Linked DNA regions of Mus musculus: all the other regions are linked to region 1. The links are chromatin contacts, called in public HiChIP or PLAC-seq and promoter capture Hi-C maps. All regions are on one chromosome and are shown on one strand. Each heading gives the region's core, a stretch centred on a gene start, on an enhancer-like site or on the middle of the called end of the contact. The rest is flanking DNA. Distances are from core to core; before and after follow the strand shown. Region 1 holds the start of Hbp1 (high mobility group box transcription factor 1). Region 2 has its middle 5.4 kb from the start of Gm33484. Region 3 has its middle 33 kb from the start of Gdap10. Region 4 holds the start of Fam110c (family with sequence similarity 110, member C). Region 5 overlaps Gm40376 (predicted gene, 40376). Region 6 has its middle 23 kb from the start of Gm40361. Region 7 holds the start of Lamb1 (laminin B1).

Region 1 (3,044 bases), core at 155-2,654:
AGAATTCGTACTCCTTTCTTTCTCAATTTCAGCACATTTCTAGTAATAGGAAGAAATAAAACCTAATCCATACCCTACATGATTAAACACTTCATGTTCAAAGAAAAAAAGCTCAATAATGCCTATAGTAATGCTTATAATGTGAATAGTAAAAATGCCAATTACAGACTGACTGCACCCAGATGCTATGAGCAACCTCCTTTAAAAGGAAGCAACTAACACAGAAAAGCCATTCCCCACTTTTGGTAACTCCCTTAGAAAAATCAGGAGGAACTTCTAGTAGAAACAGAGTGGAAAGGCAGTTTTCTGTCTGAACGCTTAGGGAGGGAGAGACAGTTAAAAATATTCACCAAAGACACAAGTAACCTAGCAACTAACTTCGGACAAATACAGTCTATCTACACTCCTCTGTATTAATTTAAAAGAAAATGTAGGCCAATAAGGAAACATCGCTTCGAATGCCTCAAATTCAAAGCAATAGTCCAGTACTCTAAACAGCTGTATAAATTCTTGAGTCCGATACTGTCTCATTCTTAAACCCTACAGTACATGGCACTTGGCTGTGTCTCAACTAATTCTGGTCAAACTGGACACTGGTAAATCTTCCCCAGTTGTTGTTGGCGGCGTATTGAGTCAAGGGCTGGTTAAGTTTAAAAAAAAAAAAAAAAAAAAATCTGTCTAGCTCATCTGCTAAGGGAGGGCAGTACTGAATCAACTTTTGTAATCCCCAACGTGCTTGGGCCGTGATTTGTAAGTGATCAAGTCCCTGGCTAGCCTGCACTGCTTCCGCTTGTGCAGTCATCTTCTTCCCCTCGCACTAAAACAATACCTTGGCCACCAGCCAAACTTTGAGCAGCAAGCGACTCTGCTGTTTATGGCCTGGAATGGGTGCTGAAATACCCAACCAAGGACGCTCTAGGCCCTCTGGGAGGCCTAAAGGAAGAGAGGTGGCCCTGGCTTTAAAACACTCCTATCCTCCGCCCCCTCCCTTTTGTCTCAGACACCAAAACAAACGAGCTGATACACGTGTCCCTATGACTCTTGTTTACTATCAAGACTGCGTTGTGCGCGTACCTCTGGGATATGTAGTTCAGTCAGCTCCTCCCCCCCGGTAATTTCCTCAGCTAAGGAGCAAGGCTGAGACTACTAACCCACAATCCACTTCGATAGCAAAGTTTGGCTCCCGTCCCCCGTGTCTCGGCAGCAATCCAATCCAAAGCGCTTTCTGTAGTGATTGACAAGCCACCTTCTCCAGTAAACACAAGAGAAAAGTCAATACATGCCCGCCCACCGAGACGGACTACGGCACTTTCCAATGGAAAGGCGGAACCTTAGAGTGGCAGTTCTTCAGACCAATTAAAGACGAGAAAGGTGGACGAAGGCTCAGCCCCCCGGGGGCTTCAGGGGAGGGGGAAGACGAAGCTTGAAAGACTTGGTAATGGCGACGGGTTTGGTAAGTAGGAAAGTTTCGGCTGAGGAGTAAACGCGGCGGTGGGAGTCGCGGCGCGCCACAGAGAGGTGGGCAGCCGTCGGGAAACGCGCAGGCAAGCAGCTGGCGACGCTGTCGCGACAGACGGCCTGCGTCCTGACTCTGTGTGGTCGCGGGGTTTCTGAGGGGTGGGGGGTGGGCAAGGGAGGGGCTGGAGCTTCGGGGCCGGGCAGCGGCCGCGAGAGCGGAGACCCTTGGGACTCTGGGCACTGGATCCCCTGCGCGGAACCCGCCGTCCGGGCCTCCCGGGAGCTCTCCGAGCCTGGACGGCCGCGGCTCCCAGGACTCGGGGTGGTGGGGGTGGCGGAGCTCGGGGCTCGGTGGCGCTCGCGGTGGGGGCCGGCGGGGAAGGGGCCGGGGCAGGGGAGGGGCCTGGCGCTCCGGAGGGCTCCGGAAAGTTTGCCTCGCCACTCCCCGCTGCGGGGGCCGAGGGCGGACGCCGGCCGCGAGCTCCAGCGGGCCGGGGGCTCCGGGGAGGCGAAGCTGCCTCCGGGGCCCGGGCCGGGCGGGGGAGCTCGCGGAGCCGTCGGGCCCGGGGCTCATTGTTACGCAGTTCGAATGAATGGGCTCCGAGGCGCCTGCGCGGTGCGCGGTGGGGCTGCGCTAAGGGGGAAAAACAAGCCTGGCGTCCAGGCTGCGGTCACATGATGGGGGGGAGGGGAGGAAGCGATGAATGGCGAAAGAGGTGGGGGTGGACTTGGCCGGCTCCGGGAGGCGCTGCTCGGCCTGACCCGGCGACTAGGCCCGCGGGCGAGGCCCGGCTCCTCCCTCTGCAGGCCGATTTAAACAAAACAAAAAGGAGTTGGGGCGCAGCCGGCTTCCCGAGCCTCGCTTTCGCGTGCTCCCGGCGCTGAGCGCTCCGGAGTTCACTCCCTGGGACTTCTCAGCCGGCGAAGGCACTGACAGCTGGGCGGGACACGGTTCCTGGCACTTTGTACCTGCTGGGGGGGACTCAGTTGGGCTTAAGGGAGCTTTATTCTCTAGGGAGAGGGGCGGGGGTTTAGGATGGGTTACAGTCGAAGAATGATTTTAGCAATTATAAATACTTAAGTAGTTACAGCGGTGATTTGGAGCCGTAATTTTGTGTTTTGGTTCCGGTGTTTCACCTCTCCCTTTAACCCCAGCTTTGTCGAACCAAGAGTATTGGGGGAAGTGGAGTTACATTGAAAAAAGAAAACTTAAGACAAGTTTTCGAGATACCTTAGGCTTTTGAACATTACTTCAACTCGACTAGTAAATTTCAGAACCTTTTTAAATTTTTTTCTATTATAGCTCCCAGTTTAGTTTTATAAACCTATTTATCTTTTCTTCCTGGGAAAGCCCTTCCTTTGTTAACTTCCCTGACTTAAATACAAGGATGCCCTCTCAGTGTTTTTTTTTTTTTTTGTCATACATTTCTCAAGTGAACTTGAAAGGCAGTTTGTTCCGCTCTTAATATACCGTCAGATTATCACTATTGTATTTTATCTTTAGACTCTGGGCCTGAAGGTTCTTTGTGTGCACCACAATCTGGTCTGTGTATCGGCTGGAAATAAAGATGTCAGTACTCTCTTAC
Region 2 (3,044 bases), core at 197-2,696, 960 kb before region 1:
TCATACAGACAAAAATTACTGCGAACGGGGCTAGGAAGATGGCTCAGTGGCCAAAGTGCTTGCAGCACAAATGGAAGGACCAGAATTTGGATCTCTAGGACCCATGTAATAGCCATAAAATCTAGGTAGGCATAGTAGCTGCCTGTAATCCCATCTTTGGGGAGCCAGAGACATGGTATCCCTGGGGGCAAGCTATCTAGATAGACTGGTAGATTAGTAAGCTCTAGGTTCACCTGAGAGATCCTGCTTCAATAAATGAAGTCAGTAGAGAGTGATCAAGGAAGATACCCAATGTCAACTTTGGGCTCCCATGTGGGAAAGAGGAAGAGAGAAAGGGAAAGGGGGAGGGGAAGGGGGAGGGAGGGGGAAGGGGGCGAGGGAATATAAATGTGAACACTGCAGAAGTAGAAATAAACATACATACTATGACCTTGCTTCAGCAGAAAGGTGGTGTTAACTTTCTACCTTTAAAACAATGTAAAAATATATCTAGTAGAAGAACCTTAGTCACAGAACTGTAGCTGCAAAGGAGTCTGGCAGATGAGGCTTTCAACATTCCAGACTCCGAAATACTTTCTTAGCATACAGAGAGATTTGGAATGGACAATGAATGCTAACTTACCAAATCCACCAAAACTTCTGAACCAAAGTAAAAAAAAAAAAAAATCATGATATTAAACTTAAAATGGTTTAAAATTGATTGGTAAATCTCTATATTTCAAAACCTGTGAGGTGCAGCTAAGAGAGTACTCGGGAACTAATGAGGTCATTGTTACATCAGAAAATATCTGGGAACTAAAGATTCAGACCTCAAAACTTTAGAAGTAAATCCACCATACCACATACAAAGAACGCAACCTAGAAATAATAAAAGCAAACAATCAACACAGGAAGTAACAATAGCAAGGAAATAACAGAAACTTGGTGCACAGAGAGGAACAATAAGATAGGTTTCCAGCAACATTACCCACATAAAGGAGAAAGGTAAATGACTATGACATTAATGAAAAGAACCATAGACTCTGAAAACATCACAACAATAAAAAGGAATTATGAGTGACTTTAGCCAATAAAATTGAAGGCTTGCATTACTGCCTCCTTAGAGAATTAATGTTCTAAAGTTGACAGAAGAGTAAGAAAAATGGGGTCTTGTGACCTTACATAAAAGGCCAGCTATCAGTCCCACCCTTTGAGAAGACACCAAGTGCAGATTTTACATGTGACATCCAACAAACTTTCACTGAATACTGAATTCTGAGCAAAGAGAGCCCTTCCAGTGTCAAAGAACAGTTGGAGTTTTAATAGAGCACTCTCTATTTTTAAATGCTGGCAGCTTTTAAAGCATTTTTTTTTTTTGTCAGTGCAGGCAAAATATAATATGTCTGCAGGCTGGTTCCAGCCCACAGTCTGCTGGTTTGCAACCCCTGTTCTCAGCCTCACCAAGGAACACCCTTGTGAGTCGGCTGACTTAGGTCTGACAGTAACAAAACTTGCTGATAGAGTGGTGAGACGCTGACATGCATATTCAGAGGTGGTTGTGGAAATGGTCTGAACACTACAGCTAAGTGCAGTGCTCCTAAGTCAGGCTGATGTGCGGTACTGTTGGGAGGCAGAGGACGGGCCACATCCTTTGTGAGCTTTTTCAGTCTGGTCATCTCCCATACCTTGTGGCTTGTCTTCTCTGCTTTTCTTTCTCATCTTTCCTTTCATCTTTCTCCCTTTTCATTGTCTGTGTCTCTGCGAATCCAGTGAACTCGAAGGCCTCATGCATGCTAAGCAAGGGCTCCGCCACTAAGCTGCATCCTCTAGCTCTTTTGGGGGGCTGGAGAGATGGCTCAGTGGTTAAGAGCACTGTCTTTTCTTCCAGAGGTCCTGAGTTCAGTTCTCAGTCACAACCGTCTATAATGGGATTTGGTGCCCTATTCTGGTATGTGGGCATACATGCAGATAGAGTACTCATGTGCATAAAATAAATCTTTGAAGAAGTATATTTTATTCTGAGGCAGAGTTTCACTGTGCTCACCAGGCAAAGTTGTACTTATGATCCTCCTGCCTCAGTCTCTTGAATAGTGAGGATTATAGGTTGTGCCACTAGGCCTGACTTAGTCTTTCTCATGAATAGCGTCTTTAAAAAAATATTTTCCAGCTCTAGTGAAGAACAACTGACCAAAAATTGTACATATTTAATATATACAACAACATACTGATTTGATACATGTAAGCCTTACAAAATAATTGCCACAATCAAGTTAACTAACACATTGAAAACTTTAGTTACCCTTTAAATACAATATATAATATTATATATTATGTATAATGTAATATTATATATAACACATAATATATAATATATACATATAATAATATTTTATATATTATATAATGTGTAAATTAGGGTCAACATACTTATATCCTCCCTCGATTATTATTTACTTATGCTAAAACATTGCAAATTCTACTAACTTTAAAAACATATGTGACATGTGGTCTTCACCTGTCATCAATCCTCCTTAGCAACAGCGCAGAAGGACTTATCTCTCCCTCTGTACTGTGACTCAGTCCCACCGATAGACACCTCATCACCATCTCTGTCCCCATCTGTCCCTTCTCCTGCTCTTACAGCCTCTGGGGTGCACCATGCTGCTCTCGGCTTCCTTGAGTCTACGCTGTGGACTACACAGTACTGTGAGCTCATTTCATGGTGTCTGGCTTATTTGACTAAATGCAATGACCTCCAGGTAGGTACACCTTATCATAAATGATGGGGTTTCATTTGTTTTGTGAGGTCAAATAGCATTTCATTATGCCTATGGACCATATTTTCTTCATCCACTTATCAGATGATAGGCATTTAGGTTGCTTCCATTTCTTGGGTCCTGTGATTCTACAATAAACATGGACATGCAGATTCCTCTTTCATATCCTGATTTAATGTCCTCAGTAAGTGTGAGATTGCTGGATCGTCTAATTTTTATTTTTTTATTTTTATTTCCAGGTATCTCCGTATTGTTTTCCAGAGCTGCTGTTTATTTATATTTCCACAA
Region 3 (3,044 bases), core at 182-2,681, 910 kb before region 1:
CTGTCACTAGGAAACTTTCTAATGCCGATATTGATGACATATTCTGTTATAGTCTGTGCCCTTGGGAACCCAATCACGATAGAGGTCAGTAGAACTGCTTTGTATAGTTACTCACCATAAGCTTGGACCTGAACCAACGACCCAACAGCACTTCCTGCATCTATGTATAAGCTTTTATGGTATTTAACTTTATAAACTACCCCTGGGATGGGCTCCAACACAAGAAAGACACCTGCACCAATATAAGAAACTATTTGGAATAAGACTTCCATTTTGAACAGTGGTCAAGTAAAGTTTAGGTTCCCAAGACCTCCCTAGAAACTGACATCCGACTTGGCAGAAAGAGACATGTATGTGGGAAACTGACATCCTAGTTGGAAAGTTAAAACACGAATTTTAGACAAGTCCCATCCTGATAGACAAGTTAAGGTGTGACTATTAGACAAGGCAAGTCTCCTGTCACAGTTGAATACCCCAACCAATGGGGGCAGGAGGGAGAAAGTATACAACAGAGACAAGTTCCCAAGGGAATCCCCCATCCCTACATCCTGATTGGTGAAATAACTTGACACAGATACTTGTGGATTTTGGGCTTAAAAACACTGGGTCTTAACTCAGGGTCATGGTTCAGTTCCCAGATCTGGACTATGGCCCTGGTCGACCAGTCTTGTGGTGTGTGCTCGATAAACTATCCCTATCTGACTGAGATCGGAGTTCTTGTGGCTTGTGAGGCAATTCTTGGACCCCAACAGTTCTGTCTGTCTATCTATTCTACAATCTTTAAAACAATCCTTTAAGTAAAGCTGGACCAGATGTTATGCTGACTGGGTAGCCCAGCAATAGTCACGTGACTTCATGTATTCCACTTCTGGGGGCACAGTCCAATGGAGGGACTTCGCTTGGTGAGGCTGTCAGCATCACTAGGGAGTGAGTATGGCAGCTCCCCCAAGTTCAGGGCCGGAATGAGTCCTCTCAGCTTCCTGCAGTTCCCAGGCACCAGAACATCCCTGAGGGAGAGAAGCTTGGGAGGAAGTCACTGGACAGTTCGTCTTATGCAGATGGCTTTGCTCCAGAGTCTAGGCAGGCAGGCAAGATGCCCTTTCCTCCCTTGGTAGGTCCACTGCTGCCCCGTTTGCACACGTTCAGACGGATCAGGGCAGTCTGATCCATCTTGTCCTCTTTGCCCATTTGGCAAGTTCATCCAACCTATGGATGCATTTTCTGCCCTTGCTCAATGCTGTGGCCATCAACTGCCTGAGCTGTGGTTTGAGACAGACCAATCAAACCATCATATTGCCTCCTTCCAAACCGTCCAAGTCAGCAGCCAAAGAAACTAAAAATAACTGGAAATGCTTTGGCTAGTCTGTCTCAAGGGAGAGGGTCAGCTGAGGCTCCAGAAAAAGGGAACATAGAGCCGGACAATCAAGAAATACAGTTGCCTGTTCCCTAAAAGCTGTGTGTGACCTTGGCAGAAGAGCAGCAGACACATACCCACTTATACACTTAGGATGGTGTGGCAAGATGCAGACACGGCGCACAGTGGCCAGGATTCTCATCATACGGCAGAACCAAAGTGACGTCTGTCTGTAGGTTCACAGACATGTTTCCTGGAAGGGACCTTCTAGAGAAAGTGACAAGGAAACCATATCTGGAGTGAGACGCTATACGTGGGCAGACAGTGAGGAGGAACGGTCTGTTTTGATCTGGTTGATGAATACAGTCAGGAGCACAAGAGGCAGGCTAGGAGTCAAATGGCCCTTCCTGGTCCTGACAGACCCTTTTCTAGGACAATAGGAGGAAATGTCAGCCTGGAATTTCCCACAATTGCAGATAAATGGCTGACCAGTTGCTAGTTGTTGTTGTTATTATTATTTTATTGTCTTAAAAAGCACCAGTTTTTGGTTTGATGAAATGAGGACTTGGGGTGTACTGAGCAGATGTACAATAGAGACTGAATCATGGCTTGACAGTAGTGCTAGGTGGGGCAGGGCAGAGTGAGACAGAGTTCTGACTAATGAGCCTCCTCTCCCAATATGTGACAGCTGAGTGCGTTCTGTATGTCAAGCCCTAGTGTAGACCCTAGGGCACACACTCTAACTTAGTGGGCAGAACTAGGCAAGGGCTTGCCAAAGAAATAATTCCAGCCCATGAGTTAAAAGTCTCACTTATCAAGGTAGTGTCTCTTGGCTTCATGGCTTCGAAATAATCAACTATTCACAATGTCTGGTATATGTATGTATGTATATGTATGTATACATATATATATATTCCAACTTAAAAAATAATTTTATCTGTCCTTTGTTTCAAAACCACCTGAGAGGAATGAGGTATCTACCCTTCCCCTGTCCCCTCTCTTGCAGTCTCATATACACAAAATAGGAGATTCAGTTGTTGTTTAGTTTGTTGCCTTGTCCCCACCCACTCCCAAGGTGGGCAAGTAGCCCCAGACAATAGAAAGCTCTGCTCGCTCATCCACCACCAGGTAATCAGAGACACACATTCCCTGAGAAGCCCTGGGCATGCCACCGTCTGGCTCAGCACCTGCAATATTGTAATACTGCTTTCTTTGCTTGATACTAAAAGCAGTACTTTTTTAGATATTATAGAGAATAAAAGTCAGTCAGAAAAGTCTAGAACTTTTTTAATGCATGTAAATTTTATGATACAACTGCCTTAGAGTTACTGTGTGCACAAGGCAGGAAAGGATGTGTTCGGACTGGTCAGTAGATTTGCAGTCTGAAAATCATTCGAGCTGCCTTTCTCAGTTAAGTTACCCTCCTCTTTGCTTCCTGTAGGAAGAACACAGTGGCCTTTCCATCCACAGGCAGGCTAGGGTGATGACAAGTTTTATGATCCTCAGAGGACAATTCTTGGCCATCCTGTGCTGAGCCTTGTTCCCTAAACAGGGCAGATAACACTGCTAACACAGGGGCAGAGAGCATTGGTCCCAGGGGTAAAGTCCTGCATCAATGCTCTGGAAGCCGTACATATAGGACAGTGGTTCTCAGGCAGGTATCTCGGCAAGACCTCCCCAGTGTCATAGC
Region 4 (3,044 bases), core at 389-2,888, 880 kb after region 1:
AGAAGCTACCTACTTTCAAAACGGGAAATGGCCGCAGTGTAAAACTGCAGCCAGGAAGTATTTTTGTACTTCAGGTTTCTTCCATTTTAACTACAATAAGGCGGCAGGGAGAGAGTTAACTTAATGACCTTTCCGGGCACTCAGATTCAACACTAGGAGGGCACATGGGTGCCTTCATTCCGTAGGAGCTATACATTAACCATGAGCTGCGATTGGCCAGCACCCAGCTTAGCCAGCAGCACGCATAAACACAAACCCCACCTTCCAGCTTCCTGGCACTCACCTGGATCAGATGTCAATCAGGCAGGTCCCTGTAATTTCTGGCTGGGGGTTTCTTTGGCCTTCTTGCAGGTAAACAGCCACTTTATGATACGGGCGTTCCTTTCTACTACCGAGGTGGTGCTAGGCACCTGCTCCAGGAGTTCCTCTTCTTGCAACCCGTCCTCGCTGTGCCTGGAAAAGCTACTATCAGAAGCAGCCATGCTCACGCTACGCACTTTGAGTGTAACACAGTCGGATCCAGCAGAAAAGTTCTCCCTCCCGAGAGCCTCCACTACGTCAGGGTCCAGGCCACAATACTTGAAGAAGGTGTCGGACTCAGCCTTGGCTATCGAGTAGCGGGAGCTGAGATCTGACTGAGAGCGCTGCAATCCTTTGCTACGCGACACCCGCAGCTGCACACCGGAGCATCCGACAGGAACCCTGGGAGCCACTTCAAAAGGCAAGGCTGGGGACTTCACAGCTACTACAGGGGTTGGAGGTGGTAACATAGAGGCTGGTCTGGTGGCTGCTGCCTGGCTCGACTTAGTCCAAGTGGCCTCTGTTTCCTTCGTCGTCTTATCTTCATTCGCCACCCTGGTCTTCTCAGCTGGGGACTTCACGGCTACAACAGGGGTTGGAGGTGGTAACATAGAGGCTGGTCTGGCGGCTGCTGCCTGGCTCGACTTAGTCCAAGTGGCCTCTGTTTCCTTCGTCGTCTTATCTTCATTCGCCACCCTGGTCTTCTCAGCTGGGGACTTCACGGCTACAACAGGGGTTGGAGGTGGTAACATAGAGGCTGGTCTGGCGGCTGCTGCCTGGCTCGACTTAGTCCAAGTGGCCTCTGTTTCCTTCGTCGTCTTATCCTCATCCGCCACCCTGGTCGTCTCAGGGGCCACTGCCATTTTGTCCTTGCCAGACCCCTGGAAAAACTTCTTCATCAGTCCCACTCTGGAACAGTCTGCATCTGACCCTCGTACGAATTCACATTTCTGCCGATAGATGACCAACGAATCAGGTCTCAGAGGCTTTCGAGCGATAGCCCTGCGTGCTACAGGAGCTGGGGCAAGAGCCGAAGGGATCGGGTTGCGGTGCTGCACCCCTGGGGCCTCAGGGACCCTGTGTTCAGATACAGGACCCCGGCTAGATCCCAGCGTGCTGCGAACATACTTGGCGCGGTCCGCTGCCAGTCTCTCCACAGCGCTCTTGTTCGCTGGCCGCGGGGTGAGAGTGTCCTCCGCTGCCCTGGGGTCCCCGAGAGGTGGCCGCATTCTAGCAAGCGAGTCCAGGGTCGGCAGGGCGCGCATTCTTGCAGGACTCGAACCCACCAGGCTGGTGTCCAGTAGAGACTACTTAAGTTCCGGCGCCACCCTGCCCGAGTCCGTTCCGAAGTCCGCAAGGGGTGGGGAAACACGCCCTACGGCCCCTCCGCCCAGATCCGGAGTTGGGGCGAGCCAGAGTGGCTGGGAAAGGTGAATCATTCCGGCGCCAGCTGGCTCCTCCCACCCAGGACTTGAACCTCCTACACCTGCTGTCCCCGCCCCTTACCTTTTGGTTTCCCGGGCACGAACCCACAACCCCACCCCCAGCCTCCTGTCAGGTGCCCTATCTCTTGTTTCCTACTTACTACATCCAAACATCCCTTGTCTCCAGCCAATACTCGCAAATCTTCTCCTCTGTCTTACCGTCCCCCGACCCCACACTCCCTCTTCTGGAAGGTGGGGAAGTTTCACAAGGTGAGGCTGCGAGGGACCAAGCCTGCTTGCTCAGCGCCAGGCATCTCAGGCTTCCTTCTAGCTTTCAGAGTCTTTGAGGTCTTTCTTTACTGGGGGCTCAAGAGTCCAGAGATAAGGGTCAGAAAGAAGCGCTCCGCCCAGCCCCCCCGCATCCACCTTTACACATACACACAAACAATATGTCCTTTTAATTCTTAAAGTGACCTCATTACATTTGGAAATTTTCCGTTTTATTTCTGTAGTTTTTTTTGTACGATTTGGAGGAAATAGGGTACGAAAGAAAACATTTACCATGTCAAGATTAGTGTGGGCTGACAGAACCCAAGAACCACCTGAGACCCGACTTAAATCCACAAGTCATTGGCTGGTGCCACAAGTCTCATTACCATATTGTTGTTGTTATTATTATTAAGAAAAACCCTAACACCTGTAAGAATCAACCCTGGTGATTAGAAAACCTAGGGCTTGCCAACAAGGGAAATCAGCCCAAGATTGTAGAAAGCTTAAGAAGATATTTCCAAAATTCCATCGATCATAGAGTTGGACAGAAGACTGAAAGTATCTGCCAGACAAGTGAAATGCTCACGTTATCTCCTTTGTGGGGGCGGTCTTGGGTCTTGGGTCGTGCTGACCAGTCCAAGCTGCAGTTAAATGCTCTGGACATACAGTTGCAGGGTTTAGTCCAATTCTTTCTGGAAAAGAGCTTTGAGTGCCATTGTACCACAGGAGGGGTAGAGAAGCCTTCCTAAAAAGAGAGGCGCATAGCAAGTGTGTTTAGTGAGCCACGGGAGAACCACGTGGGGACCCAAGTCAGCCGAAAGTCAGAAAGTCAGACTGTCCACATAGTCTGGTTGGAAATGAGGAAATGAGATACCTTTTTTTTTTCCTTGTTGGAAATTGGGTCGGTACTCAATAACTTATGAGGGTCAGAGAGAAATAAAGAGAATATAAGACAGAAGACCCAGAGAATGAGTACCTAGAATGGGTTACTTTCTCCCATGGAGTCAAGAAGGCCTACACACCACGTCTGGCATCTATGTCAGAGGAAGC
Region 5 (3,044 bases), core at 243-2,742, 820 kb before region 1:
CAACGCTTCTGGTTTTCAGCTCTTGAGTACGGCTTCTGAAAGAGACAAACATTTGCACAGATGTTGAAGGTCCCTAGGTTCAGTCCAAGGCATAAGATCATAGTTTGGTTACTTAAGATTGTTGTTCCCTTCCTTTATATTCTCAGAGAAAAGAAGCCCATTGCCTCCAATGTTCTCATCGTTCTAGGGTGGCAGGATAGTTTCCAAAAATACGTGCGTTCAATGGACACATTACACCTCATGTGCACTGGAAATACTTGAGTCTGGGCTTCCTTTATCTACCAGCTTCTGTTTGATTGCCAAATACCCACCTCTCATTAATGATGGAATTTGTGGTTTTCTTCAATAATTAAGAGAGATACTCAATCTCAAATGTCTAATTGGCCCTAGATCTCAGGAGACAAGTGAGAACAATGGGCAGGCATGGAAGCTGTGGACCTTACACAACTGGATTCTGTTTCTAATATTACCACAAGTAGAAATAACTCCTTATAGATCCCGGCTACTAGCCACGATAGCTAATATCCCAACTCTCTTGTCTTCTTCACAGATACAGACTTGGCATCTCAGGGCTGGAACAACTGGGCTGCTAAATCCAGGTCTGGTAGTCAAGTTGTACATTACACAGAGAGAAGGAAACATGTGAGCAACTCTCATCAGGACACACAGAGAAGTTTCTTCAACACAGTCAAGGGTTTGGGTATAGTGCCCAAATGACTAATGTCCTTTATAAAATAGGAATTAACATTGTTGATGTGCATCTCAGAAAAAGAGTTTCTATGACACGTTCTACAGATGTAAAGGGTGGTGACTGATTAAAATATCCATCAGCTTTAGCAAGATAGAGTTTAATGATTTACTGGATGTGAGAAGAGGCAGAGAAGGGGGAAGGAGGAAAGGGAGGGAGAGGGACTGGAATTGAGAGTAAGGAAGGAGAAAGGGAGATGAGAACTGGATCCCACGTCTCTGAGCTCCAGGATGGGCAGCTTGAAGAAGAGGGGAGATTCTTTTGACTCAGGATTAGGGGGACCTACCCAATTTGTGTTCAAGTTTCCCTTTTTGTAGAATGGAGGAGTAATAGTATTTGTTTCAAAAAGTCAGGTGGAGGGAATGAGAAGCCTGAAATGCTGGCATGATGCCAAGAATTGCAATGGACGTCATAGATACTGTTGTTAGTTGCTTGAGGTGCTCCCTACAAATCTCTTCCAGTTTATTAGTCAAGGCTCCCTAATTTCAAAATATAAACCAGCTTGAATAAGTTATAGACAGTCTTAACAGGTTGGACATTGAGACTCTTAGTTGAAAATAATGTTCTGGGCACATTGGTTAGAAATCAAGGAAATGGATTTTTGTTTTTGCAGATCTGACTGAGACCCTGTCTTCATGATATTCTGGTTTTGCTTTTAGAAACTGCCAAATCACACATCACTTCTACCAGGGGAATGACACAGCATTATGAAACTCCCACACTCTCATGAGGGTGGCAACCAGGTTTCTTACATAACAAGGACTTTGGCACCTCACCCAGGGCTTGGTGGCTTGCCAGTCTTCCACTCCCCAGAAAAAGGCGTCAAGATTATTTGGATAGTTGGGTATGATCCAAGCTTAGGGCATGGGACAATGTACAGGGCAACACAGTGGAGGGGGCAGCTCCTAAGCATTCTGAGTAAACAAGCAAATGCTTCAAGGTCACTGGCACTTCCAATTCCATCAGAACATGCTTTGGGGGTGTGTGTGCCTGGGTCCAGACCTGTCTTGGACTCTGTGTAACTTCTAGAGTCACCTGAAGGGTCTTCAGTTCTCCACTAGGTCATGTGGAATAGAACTGCCCCCAAGAGTCTTTCCTGACACCTCAAACTGAGGGAAGTAGCACGGAGCACTTTCACCTGTGAGCAACAGTTTGCATAAGAGAGTCTAACTTTCCTAAAGGGAGGATGGACCCAGAGCCAAAAAAGATCAAGATCAACTTTCCATCTGGGAGGCAATAGCCTTCAGTGCCGGTAGTGTAGAAACTAGCTAAATTCTTATTAAAGTTCCAGCACAAACATTCCATTCATTTTTTATTCTGCTCTGTTAACACTGCTCGCCAGAGTCCGGATGGTTCTGTAGTGTGGGGTTGCTTTACCCTTCTAAGTCATCTTGCTCCAGTGAAACTAAACCCTGAGAAGGAATGATCCTGACTGCTTGTGTGTAACCTAACATTGCGTTGCTTGTACGTTAGTGAAATTAATGCCCTTTCCAGGATAAAAGGGTGACTGAATTAATGTCACATTATTGAAACCAGGCCTATTTTATAAGCCTTTGCTCTCATAGATCCCCTGGCAGAGTCTTGTTGAGTAGATTTAGTCTGGAAGATGGTTCTTATTCATGTCAGGTATTGTCCTTGGCATTTTCAACATATTGTCAGAATTTCAACAGCAGTACTTCTAAGTGCATGCTATTGCCCCATGACAGATGAGGGAACTTGCATCAGAGGAGTGGCTTTGGCTAGGAAAGGAGGTACAGGGGCCTGATAGAGCAGGTTTGCTGCATCAAAGCACCAACTTTTTACCTCTTGTTGGTACTACACAAAGGAGATGGCCATATACTGGGGGATTCTTCTGGTTTAGTCATTCACATTTGACTTGAACCTTCATTAGAAATTTCACTCAACCTTTTGCCAGATGGCAAGTGATTCTGAAGTGAAATTAGACTTTTGCGTAAGGATCAAAGTCTCATGGTTTGGGCCTGGCGAGACTGTTCAGTGGCTAAACGTACTTGTTGCACAAGCCTGATAAACTGAGTTTAATCCTAGAAACTCATGGAAGGAGAGATGTTGCCCACCTCCATACACACCAATATTAAAGAATAAAAACCCCTCTGTTTTAAAATCCCCCCCCCATCTTGCTTTGGTATAGCCAACAAGAATGTGTGTGGACTCCTTTGCCATTTGTGAGCAGACTGTAGAAAAACGTGATTGAGAGCAGAACTCAGTTCACCAAGGCCTGGCCCTGAGGGTCCTGCAGGGGAGTTTCCAGCAGTGCAACAGTTTCCATATTTCCTTG
Region 6 (3,044 bases), core at 188-2,687, 800 kb after region 1:
TAATGAAAGATACAGAGCTGTTTTCTTCCTCTGCATGGAAAGAGTGAAGAGTTCTGAGTAATATGCCTGAAATACACTCTGATTTCTCTGAAGGGAAATGATCTTTTAAAATGTGAAAATACAATGTGTTCCTAGAGGACTCTCTCCTCTTGGGTGGATTAGCTTCTTACAGTGACATCACTGAAGCCACACAAGGAGAAAGGAATCTTATTAAAACATGAAGAAAAGAAGAGTCAGAAAGGAACACTGTTTTCAGCTGTCACCAATTCCTTTCTCTTCCTGGTCTGAAACTTGTAATTATGTTCTCAGTGGTGTGGTTGTCGGGTGGGGCTTGGGAGCCGCCAACAAAGCATTTCTGTTTTTCCTGGAAAACATCATTAAAATTAAAAATAAAGAATCAGAGCTGATTTGAATTGAAAACAAGCCGTCCCTACTATATTTACTCTTTCAATCTGGCTAAAAATAAAAGAGCAGAGGAAATAACAGAATATCATTGTTTCCATTGATAGGTTTTAAAAATATAATAGAAAAGTAAAATGTGAGTTAGAAATCTCATAAATGTATACATCTGAAAAAAAAATCCTTGAATTCACGTTGAACTAACTTAAGAGGAAAATTCATCTTATTTAAGAGGAAAATGCTTTGGAGTGTTCTTTTTGGGTTTGAATCATTTCCCCCCACACAATGAAAGGGATGCCTGGCAGGAAATCAAGGAACTCCTTGGGTCCTGGCTTCTCTGCCTCTCTCCTTCTTTTCCTCTCAGATGTTATAGTTTTATTTGGTCGGAAGGATTCCCTGACAAACATCTTCATACCACTCCTGTAAACTTAGGAGAAGTCCATCTACTCATCTCTCAGCAGCGCAGCTCAGTCTCCGGCCCTGCAGACTAGAGAGGTCTCATTTGTCAGTTGGAAGGAACCTTGATTGCTTAGCCTGGGGATTCGAAGGTGCCAAAAGCCAAGCCTGCCCTTTAGGCTTGCTTAACGAATGTGTACAGTTGAGGCTCTTCTTAAATACCCAAAGAGCTCCTTACGACTTTCAAAGCACTGCTGATGGGCTGCTCAGTAGCTCTTGACTCTCTGGAAAGACTCAGATTTTCGTAGGCCTCCAGGAAGTGGCTGTTTGTTGTAGTCCTCTGTACCAGAAAACATGAACAATAGCACTGGTCTTGGGCAGACACTCAGCAAACTTTGTTTAATTGTATTTCCTTACTCTGGTTTCCAGGCCCAGTCCTGGTCAGACCTGGTGTGTGACACGAATGCTTAGGTGTCAGGAAAGGAGGTTAGAAGGTCGAGAGACTTCAAGGAGACTATTTGCATTCCTGATAAAGGCTGCTGATAGATAGGCAACTACTGGCCAGCATCCAGACATATGCCAGTTCATTTGGGCTGCACAGGGCCAGTGACACACAGGCCACAGTGACCCACAGTGGCAGGTCTACAAGCCTACAGACAAACACACATAGGCAGGCTGGCAAAGGCTCTGGCCTCTGATAGTAAGACTGTATTCATGTAGAATCACAGAAAAGTCACACTCTACCAAAAATAGTTCTATAACAGACTATGTAATTGTTTATTTTGGGGTTCTCCAAATATCAGGTATCAGACATTTTGTGCTGACTCATAGATTTCCCCCTCCCATCACACCCTGCCCATGCCCTTGTCAGACATGTTTTTGCTGACTCATAGCAGATATTCATACCTTGTTCAAGTGTAGACAGGCCCTAGGGTTTTCTGTTTCTCACACAGGACCACTTTGTCTTTATTCTTTATCCTGTGTCACTTGCTACATTTCATTCCTGTTCTTCTTCCAGTACACAAAGTCTTTCTGCCATAGAGTCTTGGTACAAGCTGATCTCGAACCTCAATCTTTCTCTTTTCTCTCACTTATCCTCACATTTCCATTTAAACAGCAAAACCTCAAAGAGACTGTCTAGAGATTTATTATTATACATAAGTACACTGTAGCTGTTTTCAGACGCACCAGAAGAAGGTGTCAGATCTCATTACGAGTGGTTGTGAGCCACCATGTGGTTGCTGGGATTTGAACTCAGGACCTCCGGAAGAACAGTCAATGCTCTTCCCTGATGAACCATCTCACCAGCCCAAAGAGACTGTCTAAAATGCTAACATTGTCTTACTCCATGGCCTTCTGCCATACTCCATATGTCACCTTATTATATCCATTCTCTAAATGCTGTGTGTGTGTGTGTGTGTGTGTGTGTGTGTGTGTGTGTGTGTTGCACAGAGACTAAAACCCAGAGTCATTCTTGTCCATGCTAGGCCAGCACCTTAGTTGTCATCCTCAGCTCTGTTTCCCAAATCTTTATCAGTTCTTCAAGACCACGTTATACGACCATCTCCAAAGTTAGAATTTAAGCTTAACGAGGACTTTACTTAGTGGCTACGTCTCTATTACTTCATTTTGACTTTACTATTGTGTTTGCTCAATAAAATCTGCCGATTAAAATTAGTGATGGTTTTAATGACGATTTCAGAGTCTTCCAAAGCAAACTAATCTTTTAAGAGGTCCATATCATAAGCTTATTTGCTTCAGTGTCGTAGTATTGAAGAAATAAAAAAAATCTTTTTGGTACTACAGCCCAGTGGATGTTAAATCAATTCCACATGTAAATAAACTTGCCCCAGCTCTGCCTAAGAAGAGCAGCAGAAGCCTCTGACCCAAACAAAAGACAGCTTTAAAGAAGCATAGTCTCTTGTCATGGCCAATGGCTCCCACAGTGGGGTCTCATCATGGGCGATGCACAGGTCTATCTTGATGTGTAGCTTCTGGAGAACATGCTCAGCTTAGCATCTCTTTCTTGGACAATTGGTAGGATGCTACTGTGTAAGTCACACAAGTGGTCATTTAGACTATTTGTAGCTGTAGTTCAGTAGATCACATGTGCCAGTCTGAAATATATTGAGGGTTTTTTTTTTTTTTTTGCTCTCACCTCTAAATGTTCTAAAATTTCTGAAAATTTCCAGTCAAAGTTTCCTAACCTTGAGTATTTCATTATTGCCAGACAACATTATTGCCAGTAA
Region 7 (3,044 bases), core at 384-2,883, 680 kb after region 1:
CTTTGATCGGCCAGGAGGAGGATGCAGCCCACAATGCATTCTCTAGACTCGTGTCTTACCTGCAGGTGGCTAACAATACAGTAGGGCTCTGGTTTGTGCAGTCCACATGTCGAAGTCACGGAGAGCTTTTGCGCTCGGCCGATGAGAAGGTCGCCAGTGGCAGGGTAGCAGCTGCCTTCTGCGCAGCCATAGCTGAACTCCGGTTCCTGAGCGCACACTCGGGTGCCCCATAGGGCTACAGAAAAGAAAAGCAACAAGGTTAGGAAGAAAGAAAAAAAAAAAAAGCAACCGACAAGCCAGGGCAAAAGAAAACAGCAGGAGGGGCAGACAGAGAGGATTAAAAAGAAAGGAGACTACATAGAAAAAACACGGTGGAGAGATAGGCGCAGAAAAGGCCTGGAAAGCTGGGACAAGGAAAAGACAGAAGGATGAAAGAAAAAAAAAAGACTCAGAATCGTCATTAGGTTTGACTAGCAGTCAGCTGAGCGCAGCACCCAGAAAATACAACTGACTTTTTTGTCTACTCTGATCTACCCCTCTATGAAAGGTGGACAGAGTGATCCGGTCACTTCGAAGTGCCTGGACCAGGGCGCAGTGAGGTTGACCCTGCCAAGCGCTGCACACCCGCTAATGAAAACCCGCGTGCACATGGCAGTGCGCGCATCCTCGGTGTGAGTGTGGTTAGTCTGGGGGCGGGGGGGGGGCACAAAAATATGTCCGCGTGCACGCGCCAGGGTCACCGGCGATTGCGCCGGGTGAGGCACCGCGTTTGCCACAGAAGCCCTGAGCTAGAGACGACTGGTGTGTCTCTGTAGTGGCTTCAACGCTTCGCCATTCCAGCAAAGCACCCGGCCCAACTGTTCATGGTGCCACCCCGAGACAAACAAGGATGGTTAATTAAAGCCACATGGCTCCAATCTGTTCCCAAGTCGAAGCCTGCTCTGGGCCCCGACACTTTTGTGCGTAATTGGTTTTTCCAGGACCCTCCGCAGTCTGCCCAGCCACAGCAGGGAGCCTGCCTTCCGCAGTGGGGAAACAGCGTTTAACTGGTAAAAGGTGCAAAGCCCTGGAGCGATCACCTCGGAAACCTGCAGGAGCGCGAGCTCTGTGCGCAGAACCCAGTGGATGCGGGTCCGCGGAGCTCCGCGTGCGCGGTCCCTGGCCACCACCGAAGCGAGAGCGGTGGCGATCTCACGGCGTCATTTCCAACCACTCTCTCTCCCCCGATCCCCCAAAACTGCCTTCAAAGCGGGGGCAAACCGGTTTGGGGGTTTTCTTCCCTAATGCCGGAGCACACCCCTCCCCCCAACCCTTACTGAGTTACCTAGGACACCAAAGGCGAACACCTGGAGCAGCCCCATGTCCAGTCCTCGCAGACGAGGGGACGCGGCACGGGAAGGAGGACGCAGCAGGCAAGCTGCCTGTCTTTTCTTCGGGTCTTCCTTTCTGGAGAGGTAGCGGGGAGAAAAGGCAAATGTTGGGAGAGAGGAGAGGGGCCCTTCCATTTCCTGCCGCTCCCACGGAAGCGGGGGCTGGGCCCAGGAAGGGGGTCAAGTCGCTTAACTACTTTGTTCTCCTCACCCGGCTGGGCGAGCGCTCAACCCGCTCCTGGCAGCCCACCGGCCCAAAGAAGGGAATTAGAAAGTTTCGCCTAGGGAGGAACCGAGGGAGGCGTCTCTGCTCATGCGCACATGGAGAGCGGGGGCGGAGGGGGCGGAGGACAGCAAGTTGGCTAGGGGTGGGGGTTGAGGTCCAGGTCCCACCTCCCCAGGCGCCTCTTTTGTTTTAAGGCAGCGTCTGCTGAAGCTGTAGGGCATTGGTACTTGAGTTCCCAGCGTGGGCTGGCGGGTCCGTTTCTGGGCGCGCTTCCCAAGTGGAGCAAGCTGGGGAGGGATGCGTCGGGGCTGGTCCCGGAGGTAGGTGTGTAGATCGGCCGGCAAAGGGGGCCGGTAGGACCTACCGCGGACTTATACATTTACGTTTATAAGAAGTGAGTCACGAAATGTGCCCAAGGCTAGGAACTCTGGCAACTAGCGCTAGAGGGAGGTGAGCTAGGTTAAGCCCTTAGAAAAAGGGTCAACCTGTCTGGCTCTTAGGAACTTGAGCTCCTATAAGCATCCTTACACCACGACTCAGGATCAAAGAGCTAGAGCTTTGCGTGGGTGGGTGCTACATGTGTGGTGTCTTCCTATTTCATAGGAAGGACACCAGTGGCTGCACATTCTTTGCGCACGAATTTATTCGGGACGTACCTATAATCTCTGGTACCCAGGGGGTTATAGCTCTGAATTCTCTTCTGTTAAAATATACACAAAATAACCTGTGTTACCTGATCCCGGGTAATTTCTTGAATTCCTTTTCCCACTTCACGGTGGAAGGGTTGACACAGCCAGGAAGTTGGAGATTTTTGATGAGACACCCTTCTCCACACTACAAACAGAATCCTGCAACCACCTTAAGCACGCAGGGAGGGGAAATGGGGGGGTGCTCTAAGGAAGCCTCTCATAGCGCTTCAAGGTTAAGTGGGGGTAAACAGAAGGTCTCTGTCACTGGGGAAACCTTAGAAAGGAAAAAGAGCTTGGGGACCACAGACCCCAAACCTTTGTAAGAGCCCAACTTGTCTGCCTTAAGTGTTCCTTAGTCTGACCCTGGAATGAGGGAGCTTAAGTCAGCTGTTAGACTAGTCAGGTGTGATTGCTTTCCAGCCATCACAAGGAGAAGGGATTAAGCGGCTGATTGGTCAGTTTTTAACTCAGCTGAAACGAAATTGGGCCTAGGGAAGTTTATAATCATTAGACCATAGAGTTCGCTGTTCTTGGAGTTTAGAAACCTGTGTTAATTATTCTCCAAATCAGCCCTTGCCCCGATGCAGTTTCTCCAGTATTTGGCCCCGCAGATGCTTGGGATTCCCAACGGCTGGCTGCACAGCCTGCAGGGATTGAGAGTACCCTACAGTCGAAAGGGTTTCATTCTGCAATGGGTGTCTAATAATATAATGCCAACCTATGCTCCTTGCTCAACCTTTAGGGCCATGAACTAAAGTT

The links. Promoter capture Hi-C pulls out the DNA fragments that hold promoters and counts their contacts. HiChIP or PLAC-seq counts read pairs in DNA pulled down with a chosen protein or histone mark.
Region 2: a contact with region 1 is called in a promoter capture Hi-C map of hippocampal neurons, with 4 times the contacts expected there. The contact joins the enhancer-like site here to the promoter of Hbp1 in region 1. A contact is called at or near these places in 5 of 39 promoter capture datasets (the C10 cell line, hippocampal neurons, liver and 1 more), 2 of 115 datasets of contacts at active chromatin or transcription factors (astrocytes and fibro-adipogenic progenitors) and 2 of 9 other capture datasets (adipose tissue and embryonic stem cells).
Region 3: a promoter capture Hi-C map of the 3T3-L1 cell line shows a contact between it and region 1, with 4 times the contacts expected there. The contact joins the enhancer-like site here to the promoter of Hbp1 in region 1. A contact is called at or near these places in 8 of 39 promoter capture datasets (the 3T3-L1 cell line, 3T3-L1-derived adipocytes, the C10 cell line and 4 more), 1 of 484 Hi-C or Micro-C datasets (cortical neurons) and 2 of 115 datasets of contacts at active chromatin or transcription factors (astrocytes and extraembryonic endoderm stem cells).
Region 4: a contact with region 1 is called in an H3K27ac HiChIP or PLAC-seq map of extraembryonic endoderm stem cells, with 5 times the contacts expected there. The contact joins the promoter of Fam110c here to the promoter of Hbp1 in region 1. A contact is called at or near these places in 1 of 39 promoter capture datasets (the C10 cell line) and 3 of 115 datasets of contacts at active chromatin or transcription factors (epiblast stem cells, extraembryonic endoderm stem cells and pancreatic cancer cells).
Region 5: a contact with region 1 is called in a promoter capture Hi-C map of liver, with 2.9 times the contacts expected there. The contact joins the enhancer-like site here to the promoter of Hbp1 in region 1. A contact is called at or near these places in 4 of 39 promoter capture datasets (3T3-L1-derived adipocytes, hippocampal neurons and liver) and 2 of 115 datasets of contacts at active chromatin or transcription factors (bone marrow-derived dendritic cells and pancreatic cancer cells).
Region 6: a promoter capture Hi-C map of the C10 cell line shows a contact between it and region 1, with 4 times the contacts expected there. The contact joins the enhancer-like site here to the promoter of Hbp1 in region 1. A contact is called at or near these places in 6 of 39 promoter capture datasets (the 3T3-L1 cell line, the C10 cell line, cranial neural crest and 3 more) and 1 of 9 other capture datasets (embryonic stem cells).
Region 7: a contact with region 1 is called in an H3K27ac HiChIP or PLAC-seq map of trophoblast stem cells, with 2.1 times the contacts expected there. The contact joins the promoter of Lamb1 here to the promoter of Hbp1 in region 1. A contact is called at or near these places in 11 of 39 promoter capture datasets (the 3T3-L1 cell line, 3T3-L1-derived adipocytes, the C10 cell line and 7 more) and 4 of 115 datasets of contacts at active chromatin or transcription factors (embryonic forebrain, epiblast stem cells, extraembryonic endoderm stem cells and 1 more).

What each region holds. Positions count from the first base shown.
Region 1 is chr12:31,948,605-31,951,648 of GRCm38.p6, reverse strand. Hbp1 (high mobility group box transcription factor 1) reads left to right here and starts at 1,404. Exons shown (of 11, transcript NM_153198.3): 1 at 1,404-1,453. The coding sequence starts at 1,439.
Region 2 is chr12:32,913,048-32,916,091 of GRCm38.p6, reverse strand. No RefSeq gene overlaps it. Among named protein-coding and RNA genes, the nearest start is that of Gm33484, 5.4 kb to the right of the region's middle. Within about 2 kb of position 1,446, at least 4 of the 459 cell types and tissues checked have an H3K27ac peak or open chromatin away from gene starts, as enhancers often do. A contact at or near this core is called in hippocampal neurons, where this site is marked.
Region 3 is chr12:32,855,423-32,858,466 of GRCm38.p6, reverse strand. No RefSeq gene overlaps it. Among named protein-coding and RNA genes, the nearest start is that of Gdap10, 33 kb to the right of the region's middle. Within about 2 kb of position 1,431, at least 50 of the 459 cell types and tissues checked have an H3K27ac peak or open chromatin away from gene starts, as enhancers often do. A contact at or near this core is called in 3T3-L1-derived adipocytes and liver, where this site is marked.
Region 4 is chr12:31,072,562-31,075,605 of GRCm38.p6, reverse strand. It overlaps Fam110c (family with sequence similarity 110, member C), which reads right to left and starts at 1,638. Exons shown (of 2, transcript NM_027828.2): 1 at 284-1,638. The coding sequence starts at 1,565. The coding sequence ends at 300.
Region 5 is chr12:32,767,044-32,770,087 of GRCm38.p6, reverse strand. Gm40376 (predicted gene, 40376) reads right to left here. Exons shown (of 3, transcript NR_168680.1): 2 at 1-35. Among named protein-coding and RNA genes, the nearest start is that of Gm40376, 44 kb to the right of the region's middle. Within about 2 kb of position 1,492, at least 74 of the 459 cell types and tissues checked have an H3K27ac peak or open chromatin away from gene starts, as enhancers often do. A contact at or near this core is called in 3T3-L1-derived adipocytes, bone marrow-derived dendritic cells and liver, where this site is marked.
Region 6 is chr12:31,143,849-31,146,892 of GRCm38.p6, reverse strand. No RefSeq gene overlaps it. Among named protein-coding and RNA genes, the nearest start is that of Gm40361, 23 kb to the right of the region's middle. Within about 2 kb of position 1,437, at least 34 of the 459 cell types and tissues checked have an H3K27ac peak or open chromatin away from gene starts, as enhancers often do.
Region 7 is chr12:31,263,882-31,266,925 of GRCm38.p6, reverse strand. It overlaps Lamb1 (laminin B1), which reads right to left and starts at 1,633. Exons shown (of 33, transcript NM_008482.3): 1 at 1,325-1,633; 2 at 60-235. The coding sequence starts at 1,361. Gm32899 (a long non-coding RNA gene) reads left to right here and starts at 1,834. Exons shown (of 2, transcript XR_381427.4): 1 at 1,834-1,916.